2 separate regions of the Mus musculus genome follow, and region 2 is linked to region 1. A link is a contact called in public Micro-C data. All regions are on one chromosome and are shown on one strand. Each heading gives the region's core, a stretch centred on a gene start, on an enhancer-like site or on the middle of the called end of the contact. The rest is flanking DNA. Distances are from core to core; before and after follow the strand shown.

Region 1 (6,174 bases), core at 3,075-5,574:
GTTTACCAGCCCCTTTACAGATGGTGTAAGTTAATCCATGAATTAATACTCTACGGCACCTTCATCACGACTAGAATGGCAGGTGTATGCAGAAGAAAACATAATGTATGAATTGATAATTCTTAAAATATATGAATTGTGCTTATGATTCATGGATATCTGAAGTGCCAAAATCAATTCTTCTCACTTAGAATGGTAAAACAAATGCAGGCATTAAGGGTGTTCAGTTTGGCTATTTCTGCCATTGATACCTTAGTGTGAGGACTTTTCTAAGCACCCTTCCACCCACAATGCCAAAGCTTATGATTAGATGATATGGGAAAAGTAGAAGGCAGAAGGCTTATCTATAGTTTGCTAGAGCTGGGTCAGTCTTCTGACTCAAAGGAGGAAAGGGATGAGAAGGAATGTTAACATTGTGGAATGTATGAAAGACAATGTTTCTACCTCTACAGGACCACCACATCCCTTTCTGGTTAACATTGTGGAACACAGCATGAAAGACAATGTCTCTACCTCTACAGGACCACCACCTCCAGTTCTGGAGCCAGCCAAGTATTACTGCGCTTTCCTCAAACTTCCTTGGCTGACAGCTTTAGCTTTAGCAAAGCCAGCCCCAAATAAGCAGCTAAGTGATTCCAACATTATCCTAATCAGTTCAGGCTCCCCAAAATGGAGATCTGGAAGAACTGCCAGAAAGATAAAGATGTGTTGTTGCTGGATTGCCAGATTTCTATCCTTTATTTATGTCACCTTTATGCGGGGAAGGCTGCAGCATACTCCTAGTCTGACTGTGAAGGGCACTTTCCTGGTACAGTCTCTTGAGATCTTTGTTACCCCATGCTAACATTAGCTTCAAACCCTGAAGTTTTACCTTGATTTTTACTGAAAAAATGAAAATAAAAAAAGAAGCTGTAAGTTTGTTTCAAATGTGTTTTCTTTGGATATAAAATCTCCAGTCAGGAAAAGCATGATGATCATTTTTTACAACTTCCTGATTAAGGGTATTTTGGGAGTTGTAGACATGGCTTAATGGGTAAGAGCTCTTGCTGGGTAAGCAGGAGGACCTGAGGTTGGATCTCAGGATCCATCTTAAAAGTCACAGCTACGTGCTTGTGACCCCAGCTCTGTGAGGGATGGAGATAAGATTGTCCCTGCTTGTTTGCTGCTCCAGGATAACTCCAGATTCCGGAGAGACCTTGAGTCTGGGAAATAAGAGAGTGGCGGATTCAGACCCTCAGAATCCTACTCTGGACTCTGTGAATGCATGCTCCCTCCTTATATATGTATATACCACACACACACACACACACACACACACACACACACACACACAGACACACACAATACACATGTATACACACATGCATGCATATGCACAAGTGACGTGTATTTTTGCAATATCAATGCTATCTGGAAACAAAATGGCCAATAAGATGTTAAAGAATAAGAATTTCAATTATTATAATTAAAAAAATCTCTTATTCAAGGTCTGTGATGGTTTATGTAACTATTAAAGAATTATTCACAGTCTTATTTTGTTAGTTCCTGGTTGTTATAAGTTTGATTTTGACCATGTTTGGTCAAGCTGACAAGTTTCTAAGAATTCTTCGACATTCCAGGCATATTGCTTGTAGCAGCCTGCCAAGTCACTAAGCACACAAGCCTGCTTATGGCAGAGTGTTTGTTTCAATATTTAGCATCATATTCTTAAATGGAGCAGAAGGACCAGATGGAGAACACAAGCAACTTGGCAGGTATTTCAACCAGTGTCTATGAAAAACAATGATACAAGCTTGGCAGAGTATAGGGTGATCAACCATGAGGACATAACACTCATACAGGTATGACTTAAGTAATGCCTAAATGAGACTATTAAATTTTTATGATCATAATAAAATAGCATAAAATAATATTTATTTAGCTTATAAGACTGAAGGTCAATGCTTGAGTCTTGGCTTGACCAACAGGTTCATTTTCTTATTCTTGGATCATTTACATCACCAGCTCTCAACTGGAGTGAGAGTCACTAGACTGTCGTACATCTCTTACCCACCAGCAAACTAATCTTTGCATCCCCGAGTAGCAAGGCATCGGAAGACAAAAGAAACAAAAGAAGCCAAGTAAACAAATAAACAACAAATCTAAAAGTTCCATGTGGCTAATCTATGCCTCACAGAGGAAGCTGTTTGCCAAAAGAGAGGATGGAGTCCATGCTCTAGATGAAGTGTGGGTAGGAATTTGGGAAGACAAATGTCTTGATCAACTCGGAGTGTGTTCACACAGATTTGTAACTAGGCTGGTCATTTGACTTACCAAAAGAATCTCCTTCTGACTAAAGATAGTTTGGGTTGTGACTTTGTTTGGGTTTTACTGCTATGAACAGACAGCATCACCATGTCAAGTCTTATAAAGGACGATATTTAATTGGGGCTGACTTACAGGCTCAGAGTTACAGTCCAGTATCATCAAGGCAGGAGCATGGCAGCTTCTAGATAGGTATAAAGCAAGAGGAGCTGACATTTTTACATGTTTATCTGAAGGCTGCTAGTAGATACTAGCTTCCAGGCAGCTAGAATGAGGGTCTTAATGCCCACACCCACAGTGACACACCTACTCCAACAGGGCCACACCTTCTCATAGTGCCAATTCCTGGGCTGAGCATATACAAACCATCACAGGTTGAGTTCTTTTCCTTTACAAACCAAGGATTCTGTTCATGGGAACTGGCATTTGGTAAATGTGTGTATACTTGGTATTGATACACCGAGCAAAAAGGTTTCCATGCCCTAACAAGATATTCCCTAACAGAGTGCCTGAAATATGGTCATCAGCACAGTGACAAGAAGATGAAGAAGATAAAGGAGATGGAAGAACATAGGAGAAAAATGCTAACAATTGAGTTGACATTTACTGTTTTTCTAATTCCTACCAAATATTCTCTTCCTTCAATGTGTTACTCATATGAATGCATGCATCCTTTCAACACTCCTCCCTTTGAGGTGTGTCTTATTTAAATTTTATATTTATAAGTGATAAAATTGACAGTGCAGGTAAATAATGAGCTCAAGGCTACACGACAGGTAAGTGATAAAGGTTGTGTTATGTTAGCTTGTGGGGGGAATCTAAAGACATAGCTGTTGATAGAAACATGAGACCCATGTAAACAATTATACTGTCACAGAAAAAAATGTGACATTAAATCCTTGAATCTCTGAAAGATCATATTATCCTCATTTCCTAATGTGGAAATTGAAGCTTAGAGCATTCAATGAGTATATTTAAGCTATCACAATTATTAAAGATTGTACAGCTGAGCTTCATATTCAACTTTAATCTAAAGTGTCTTTGTGGTGGTTTGAATATGCTTGAACCAGGGAGCAGTATTTTTAGGAGGAATAGCCTTGTTAGAGTAGGTGTGGCTTTGTTGGAGGAAGTTTGTCATTGTGGGAGTGGGCTTTGAGACCCTCCTCCTAGCTGCCTAGAAGACAGTCTTCTATCTTCTGAACAAGATGTAGAACTCTCAGTTCTCCCTGCCCCATACCTGCCTGGATGCTGCCATGTTCCCACCTTGATGATAATGGACTGAATCTATGAACCTGTAAGCCAGCCCCAATGAAATGTTGTTCTTTATAAGAGTTGCCTGTCATGGTGTCTGTTCACAGCAGTAAAAATCTAATGAAGACAGAGTCCTTGAGGAGTTTTGTTTATGGTCAACAGCGTTCTATGCATTCTTTGAGACTGTAAAAACTTGAGGTAATTCATCTGGTTTTGGACCCCTCATCCCTTCTTCTAAGTTTTTCATATGGCTTGTCTTGACTTTGTGTCACTAACATACAGGAATATTAGAACATTTAAATGAATCATTGCTACTTCTTTTTTCTTCGCCATTTGCAGTATCTTTATCAAAATGACAGCTCTCAAGTATGCTGCTGCTTCCCACTTTGTAATATGACCATCAAAGTCCCACTAGAGTATTTTGAAATTGTTATTCTTTTGCCCAATACGTGGAAGCCTTAAATAATTTCTGACTAAGGGAGAGATTACAATGCTGCTGGAAACTACCATGCATTCCAAAAGAATCTCTTACTTCCATGTCCCCATCACGTCTTTTGATTCTGAGGACATAAATCTACACAACAAAGAGAGCCACCTGGAGAAGAAATCAGTGGAGTGGCTGTAGCTGTTTATTCTGCCAGTCTTGCAAGCTGCTGTTTGTCTCCCTGACTCTGTTTTTTTTTTTTTTTTTGAGAGATCTATGTGGTCAAAGGATCAAGAATGCATCTGCACTGCTGTCTTATTTCAGCCACCCTATGATTCATTTTTCCCCGAGTTTTGGGTGTTGCTTTGTGCTGATTTCAAATGAGTTCATTAGGTTATGTAGTGCATTCTAACACTGCAGTATTTTTTGAACACAAAAAGCTGTTGTCTGCAGCAGATACTTTATTCCCAATATAATATGTAAATGGTATTTATTTTTGGCTTCCATTAAGAATGCTATTATAAATTACAGCTTGCATTTCTGATTCTTTTCCCCAAATAAATCAGTGTACTGTTTCCAAAGCTTACATCATATGACCCTGACATTTGAATCACTGCAAAAATGTGTCTTGGAAATATTTCCATGTCTGTTCGGTCAAAGTTTCATAACTCCTATATGAGCAATCACTCACTTCTTTATATCTCTTCCTGTTTGTATCTCTACATTTTTTAAGGCTTTGTGTTCCATTCTGTCATATCAAATGTGGGAAATGAGTGAACCTTCGTCAACATGCTGAAGTTTAGAGTATTGTCATTCCTGACTATGTGAGGATACTTTTCTTCCTACTCAGGGTCTCTTGGGAAGTGAATAGGTACCAGATAGCAGTCGAAGTGAAGCTTCCCCTCTTCATCTATTTTATTATTATACTTTGCTCCTCTCTAATTTATATGCATTGATTTTTCTTTGTTTTAGATTTCCTACTAATTTCAGATTCATACATCCCGATTTCGCATATTTTGCTCCTCTTTTCTTTTTGCCCTATTTTTCTTTTTAAACTATTTTTATTGATTCTCTGAGACTATTGTCCAGTAGGCTTTGACCATGTTCACCACAAATCCTTTCTTTTAACTTCTCTGAGATCTACACTCAATGCCCCTTCTTCACTCAAATTCAAGTTCCCTTTTTTCTTTTTTTCTAATTTAATAATTCCCTATCACCAATTTGTGTTGTTCATGAATTTATGGATATGGGGCCAACCACTGGAAAATGGTCAACCTATCAGGAGCCATATCCTTAAAGAAAATTGACTTTCCCTCCTCCAAAAGCTGTCATCCTTAGCTTCTAATTTAGGAGTGATTCACAAACCTTTTCCAAATCCATACTAGAATGTTGACTGGCTTGATCCTTAGTGAATCTCTTGCAGGCATCCACAGGTGCTGTGAGGTCATGAGAGCAAGTTTGGTTATATGCAGAAGATACTGTTTTACCTCAGTCCTTCCAGACCTCTGTGTCTTAAAATCTGCTTGTACCCTCTCTGTCATTTTTCCTGAGCCTTGGGAAGGGGATCTGATATTACAAAGGCCAGAGGAGGATATCGTAGGGTGTCCCCGTCTAGCATTTTCAGTCCATCCTCATTCCCTTGAAATGAGGTCTCTCAATGGACCTGGTGCTAAGGTGGTGGCCAGCAGGTCCCATTGTCCTACCTGACTTGGCCTAGAGTTGCAGGTGTATGTAGCTACTCTTAGATTTTATGCAAGTGTTGGGATTAGAACTCAGCTCTTCATGATTGCACGTTATTTCAGAAGCATTTTCTTAACTGGGGTACTCTCCTCTCAGATCACTTTAACTTGTGTCAAGTTGACATATAACTATTCAGTACACTGGGTGTAGTAGTTTTGTGTGGCATCTAGGGTCTCTTAAGAGTCCATAGAATATCTGTCTGTTCCCTTTGTGCTTTTAGAGTACCATCAAGAAGCAAGTCCTATTATAAAAGATCTGTCTGTGTTACTTTGTCTTTTCCCTTGCAGGTTCTAACAGTATCCCTTTGTTCTATCCATTTAGTGTTTTAGTTATTATATGCTGAGGGTCATTTCTTTTCTGGCCCAGTCTTTCTGTTCTTCATGCTTCTTGTCCTTGTGCATTCATCCATTGGTAGGCTTTCCACACTAAACCTCAGCAGAAATATTCAGAGTTCA
Region 2 (6,163 bases), core at 683-3,182, 100 kb after region 1:
ACATTAAATCACAATCACATCACCTTTCCCTCCTGCCCCTGAAAATCTTTGCCCCATTACCTCTTCCCTGCTCTTCAAAGAAGGGGGAAGCTCCAACCATCTGGGTACCACTCCAACCAGGGACACTTAGTCTCAGCAGGACCAAGTATCTCCTCTCCCACTGAGGCCCAACCGGGAAGTCCAGGTAGGAGAAGGGGATCCACGGGCAGGCAACAGAGTCAGAGACAGTCCCTGCTTCAATCGTTAGGGGACCCACATGAAGACAAAGCTGCATGTCTGCTGCTAATGTGGGGGTGGGGGTGGGGCTAGGTCCATCTGTACATGCTATTTGGTTGGTGGTTCAGTCTCTGTGAGCCCTCATGGGCCAAGGGGCTTCATGTGGTGTCTTCGACCCTTGGGCTTGCTCAGTTCTACCTCCAGCTCTTCCAAGATTCTCATCTCTGCCTGATGTTTGGCTATGGGTCTCTGCATCTGCTGCTGAATGAAGCATCCCAGGAGACAGCTATGCTAGGTTCCTGAATGCAAGCCTAACAGAGCATCATTAATAATGTCAGGGGGTTGGCTCTCTTCCACAGGATGAGCCTCAAGTTGGGCCTTATTTCTTTTTAACAGCACTTTCGTTTAAAATTGTTTTTAAGTGTCTAATTTCATATCAAAATTTAGAATAAAAGCACCCATTTCACTATTGATTTACTTTGTTCTTTCTTATATTGTGAATTCTCATTATTCTTACAAAGTTTAATGTTTGCTTTACTTGGTAGTTTTCTCACACATTCTCTCAATGACTACCTTTGGCTCTTACACCTTTCCCTTGTCAATGAAAAGTTTAAAAATTAATCTACCATCTTCCCTCATTGAAGGTGTGATGCCTGAGAATTCTTTCAGTGAATTCAGTGTCTTCTGTCTGTTCTCCCATCTGACGTAGATTAGTATTTCTGTCATCACTGCTGAGCAAGCTGTCCTCCATCTTTACTCCTTCCTGAAGTTTCTGCCTAGCTAGCTTGCTTCGTCATTAACCCATGTCACATGGTATGCTGCAAGCACACGGTCCTCGGAGTACAGGTTTCTACAAGCATGCCCCTCATGATCACCTCAGCCCGGGTTATGGGACCTCGCTTGCTATTGTCCTCTGCTGTCAGCATGACGTCTTGTTTGTTTCATTTTTTCCATCTTTCCACCGTAAAACAGATGGGGAGAAGTAAGGCTCCGGGTTTCACTCTGTTTCCTTTTTCTTCCCATTGCTCTTATTTTAGGGAGGGTTATAGGCACAGGCATAAGAAAAGTTCAGTGAGGCACAGGCATGAAAATATCTTAAGGAAAAATTATTTTTGTATGCCAACAGGATAACCAATAAAACGCGTTAAAAGAAAATAGATTAATAGAAACCATTACTTCAAGGACAGAAGCTTATGTTTTGACAATCATTTTAATCGTGTGCTCAGAGAACAACACTTCATGAGATTGTTTACTTTGTTTCTGGAACCAGTGAGGAAACTGTATATAGTGAATTACACAGCTGAAGACAAGGAAACTGGCTTATTAGGAATGAACAAAGATACTCAGTGAGAACACTGTGTCGTAAAAGACTCATGTAACAACCGAAGGGGCAGTGCCACAGCTCAGGGCGCCTAGGAAAAGGTGCTGGCCCGCTCCTTCTCTGCGCTGCCAATGCACATACCACCCAGCACCACAGTCTTAAGTGTGTCACAGGGAAGGAAAGTAGTATTCTGCATTTCAGAGCTATCATTTAAAAATACCCAGTAGGGAAATTAATATGAAAATATCTAGATGTATTTGTAACCTTGTTTTCTATTTTTGTACTAGTTGGCTTGTTGTGTTTGTAATAAAATTCTCTCGTTAAGTCTGTGCTTTCTCTGGAGCAGGAAGCACTGATATTAGAGGAAGCTTGTGCAACACAAGGAGGTCAGAGTCCACATCAGACAGAGCTGTGCGTAGTTCTCCATTCCTCTGCTTCCTGGTAAGGTCATCTTGGGCAACATATATAACAGCCTCCTTGATTGTGAATTGTCAATAATAATGGTATGAAGTTTAAAGCACTTAGCACAGTAACTGGCACACACTTGTCTTCAGTTGATGTCATTGATCACCAAACAGCCCTACTCCTGAGTGCAGCTCCTCAACAAATCCATTAATAAGCATAGTGTCAGTTATAAAGGTCATGCTGACACAGATCTTCAATCTCAGTGCTCAAGGGGCAGAGACAGGGATCTCTGAGTTTGCAGCCAGCCTGGTCTACAGAGTGAGTTCCAGGACAGCAAGAACTATACAGAGAAGCCTTGTTTCACAAAAAAGAAAAAGAAAAACAGAAAGAAAGGTTGTGTCATAGCTGTTTTTACCTTTTTATATTTATATTTGTGTTCATACAGCCAAGGCATCAATTTTATATTCGATGTAATTCTACTTTAGAATGTTGGCATTTTTAGTGCATTTTATTTAAGGAAATGATAATACTCATATTTATTGTTTTGTTACCACATGGATATTTGTAATGAAGATATGTTCATATTGATAATTGTTGCTAAATCACATATAGAAAGAGCATCTTGTTTTTTGTGAAAGAGCAGATAGCTGGAATCTGATTTTATCATGTGGAAGCCATCTGTTCCCACAGCTTCTGGAGGTGTGCTTAGGCATTAGCTTGAAGTGAATTTTTGATCTTCAGGATATTCATAACTCCTAATTGTACTTATCTCCTTTAGTCAAGAGAACAGAAACACCTTTATGCAGAAAAGACTCATTAATTTTTTATCCAGGTTCCATTGTATGTATGGTATCTGCATTTATCTGAGTGTCAAAGCAAAGATTTGCATGAATAAATGAGATGTTCAGGGATGGGTGTTATTTATCCACTTACTGATTAATTAGTTTATTTATAGACAGAATTTGGTACATGCTATGCAATACATGCTGGTCTCAAATTCATGGTAACTCCTGTTTCAGATTCTAGTGCTGGTGTTACAATTGTTTACCACCAAACACATCTTCGGGTTCTTTTTTTTTAAGGTTCAAGTTTAGGACTTTCAATTTCTAGGTTCTTAAAAAACTTGGCATAGGTTACTGAGGATACAGCTACCAATAACTAATCAAAGATTATTAATATCTCAAATGCTGATGCATATACATCTTTCATAAATTCTTGAAATGCTAGAATTTATTTAATATTCAGTTACAACTTATATTCAGTATATCAACTTCACAAAAGACAAAGTAGTTTTTGTTGTGAAATATATGGATCTCTGCCAAAAATGGCTATTCTCTTTTCTGAGTCAAGAGATGTCATCGGGAATCTTGTGGTTGGTGTCTGCATGGCTTCCCAGTGAGACTCTTGCCCAGACCTGCTTCTAGTTCCATGCACCATTGTCCCTGAGTCATATCCATTGGGAGAGCAAGGACTGACCTTTTCTAGGTTTGCCCCATTAAACTTTTCATGATTTTTTTCCACCCTTTTATTCTCTGCTTGGTTTGGTTGGATAAAACTCTGGGGGACCCATAAGAGACCTTAGGAGGTAGATTCTGAGTAATTATATGTGGATGCTTCTCTGCCAATGCATACTAAAAACACATATTTTGGTTATTAAAAGAATAATATTAATTTCTTTATGTGGAACAGACTAGTGTTTTTAGAAAACTATTTACAGTCTTAAACTTTTTGGACATGATAGTATCTGGCAAAGCTTAAATGTCTCTGGAATCAACACTTCTATCCAGAGAGATAAATAGATTTTACTAATGATAATTACTTTTATTTCAAGGGTCAGAAGACCGACTGAAACAAGTTAAGCAATAAATGGAATTTATTACAATTTCCGGAATATCTCATAGACTGGGAAAAGACTCAGTCTGCAGTAATGGGTAGAAATGGGGTAATAAATTCTACATTTCTGTTTCTTGTATTTATTATTTTCTCTGGGAATATATTTAAAGCAGTCTTTTTACTTTCATTTGTTCTTAAGCTAAATCTTGAGTTTTTCAATTCTATTGCTTTCCTTATTTTGTTACCAATACCTGTTATATTTTTACGGTTTGAAATGTCATTAGTTTTAATGACTTATATATTTAACTGCCTTCTTGCAAATTTACTGTGATAATCTCAGCTTTTTATAAAGTCAGATGTACTTTGTAATCTGTCTTCTAGTATGGGGTATAACTGGGGTACATGTTCTCAACTATCTGTAAGATAAATTTGTAACTGACATTATTTAGAGACTCTCTTACCTTACGAAAAGTTAGATTCTAGCTTGGAGTTTACTAGTCTAGACTTTATACCACCTAATGGAAAAGAAACTCTCCAAATTTTCTATAATCATTTGAATAAAGTATTAGTCACAAATAGGACTTTGATGAATAATTTTGCCATAGATTCCTCTTTACTTTAATATATTTTAAACAATTTTAAAGATATTTTTAAGATATTTTCTTCATTTACAATTCAAATGCTATCCTGAAAATCCCTTATACCTTCCCCCCGCCCTGCTCCCCAACCCACCCACTCCTGCTTCCTGGCCCTGGTGTTCTCCTGTATTGGGGCATATAATCTTTGCAAGACCAAGGGCCTCTCCTCCCAATGATGGCTGATTAGGCCATCTTCTGCTACATATGCAGCTAGAGACATGAGCTCAGGAGGTACTGGTTAGTTCATATTGCTGTTCATATTTCTCCTATAGGGTTACAGACCCCTTCAGCTCCTTGGGTACTTTCTCTAGCTCCTTGATTGGGGGCCCTGTGTTCCATCCAATAGCTGACTGTGAGCATCCACTTCTGTGTTTGCCAGGTGTTTCTGTAGCTGCTTTATAGGTGCACATCAGCAACACACTTCAGTCTTTGCACAACTTTCCTTTAATGAGTACCCTTTGAAGCCTTGTTATGGGTCAATATTCATTAAAAAAAAAAAACTGGATTGCAGGTGATCTGTGCGCCTTTCAGCTTTGCATTCTGCCATAGCATCAAGTGTCTCTTGTAATTTGGGTTGTTAAGTGACATCAGGTGACTCAGTATTAGATTTACCATTACCTCATCACATTAGGCTATATACATCAGAAATGAAAGCAGGGAATCATAGAATACATGCCAGAGTTCCATCTCTGTTAGTCTTGTAAGATATTTCAGAAATTTTCAGTGTTTCCCTCGCCCCCTGCCTTCTTTTTTACACTTAAAATATTTTATCTCCTGTTGGTTAAGGAACCAGTTAAAAAATCAAATTTTGTATGTGTTAAGCATTATATCAGTAGCTAGTGTGGATAAAATTAAGGGAAAACATTTATAAGTAACTTAATTAGCTCTGTTCTGATTTCACTAGCCTGTAGTCAACATGTATTCAACATGAGATAGTGGGCATGTCTTGAACTCTATTGTAGTATCTTAATTTTATATTTTTCAGTAATTTTATATATTGATATCTTACCACTATTGACAAAAATTTAAGCAATGTTTACTGGATAGAAATAAAAATTTAAAGCATTAATTATAGAGTTTTGTCTTCTATTAAGCTATATTTCAATAGATAATATGAAATAGGTTATTATATAATTTATTAAATTTGATCATCTAGTAAATGTGGAAATTCATATATTAGTCAGTTTTGAGTGAGAGAAATAGTCACTAGGAGTGATAAGAAGGAAGTCATGTTCGTTTGGTTTGATTTTATACATTGTGGAGTAGATTGTTATATCAACTTGTTTTTCTATACTAGGTTCTGGGCCTGAAGTCAACATGGCTGGCAGAGAAAGAAGAACATTCAGAGCATGGCTGGGACAAATTAAATGACACGAAGTGTGAGTTGGGATGTAAATAGCTCATCAGTATACCTGGTGACTTAAAGGTGATGCTACAGAGCAGGCCACATTGGCCCAGGATTCAGAGAAGTTACAGGAGGATCCAGTGGGAGGAACAGTTCCTCCTGTGACCCGCGCCCCATTTCAGCGGAGCCAGCCTCATAGAGACAACAGGCCTAGGTTGAAGTGGTGCCTGGTGTCCTGAGCTGGCCTCCCCGTATGAAGGGACAGTGCTTGGGTTTCACCTTCCAATGTCACCTGGAGCACCTCTTTTTGACTTAAAGGAATGGGAAGCAAACAGGAGATTCTGGCAGGCTTGGTTTCAATGTAGATGAGCTAACACAGATGAGCAAATAATAGTATATATAGCT

The links. A called contact is a pair of places that touch in the nucleus more often than the background predicts.
Region 2: a Micro-C map of macrophages shows a contact between it and region 1, with 4 times the contacts expected there. The contact joins two enhancer-like sites. A contact is called at or near these places in 4 of 484 Hi-C or Micro-C datasets (adipose-derived mesenchymal stem cells, cortical neurons, embryonic fibroblasts and 1 more).

The regions. Positions count from the first base shown.
Region 1 is chr14:106,048,752-106,054,925 of GRCm38.p6, forward strand. No RefSeq gene overlaps it. Among named protein-coding and RNA genes, the nearest start is that of Trim52, 54 kb to the right of the region's middle. Within about 2 kb of position 4,325, at least 31 of the 459 cell types and tissues checked have an H3K27ac peak or open chromatin away from gene starts, as enhancers often do. A contact at or near this core is called in macrophages, where this site is marked.
Region 2 is chr14:106,153,444-106,159,606 of GRCm38.p6, forward strand. No RefSeq gene overlaps it. Among named protein-coding and RNA genes, the nearest start is that of Trim52, 50 kb to the left of the region's middle. Within about 2 kb of position 1,933, at least 34 of the 459 cell types and tissues checked have an H3K27ac peak or open chromatin away from gene starts, as enhancers often do. A contact at or near this core is called in macrophages, where this site is marked.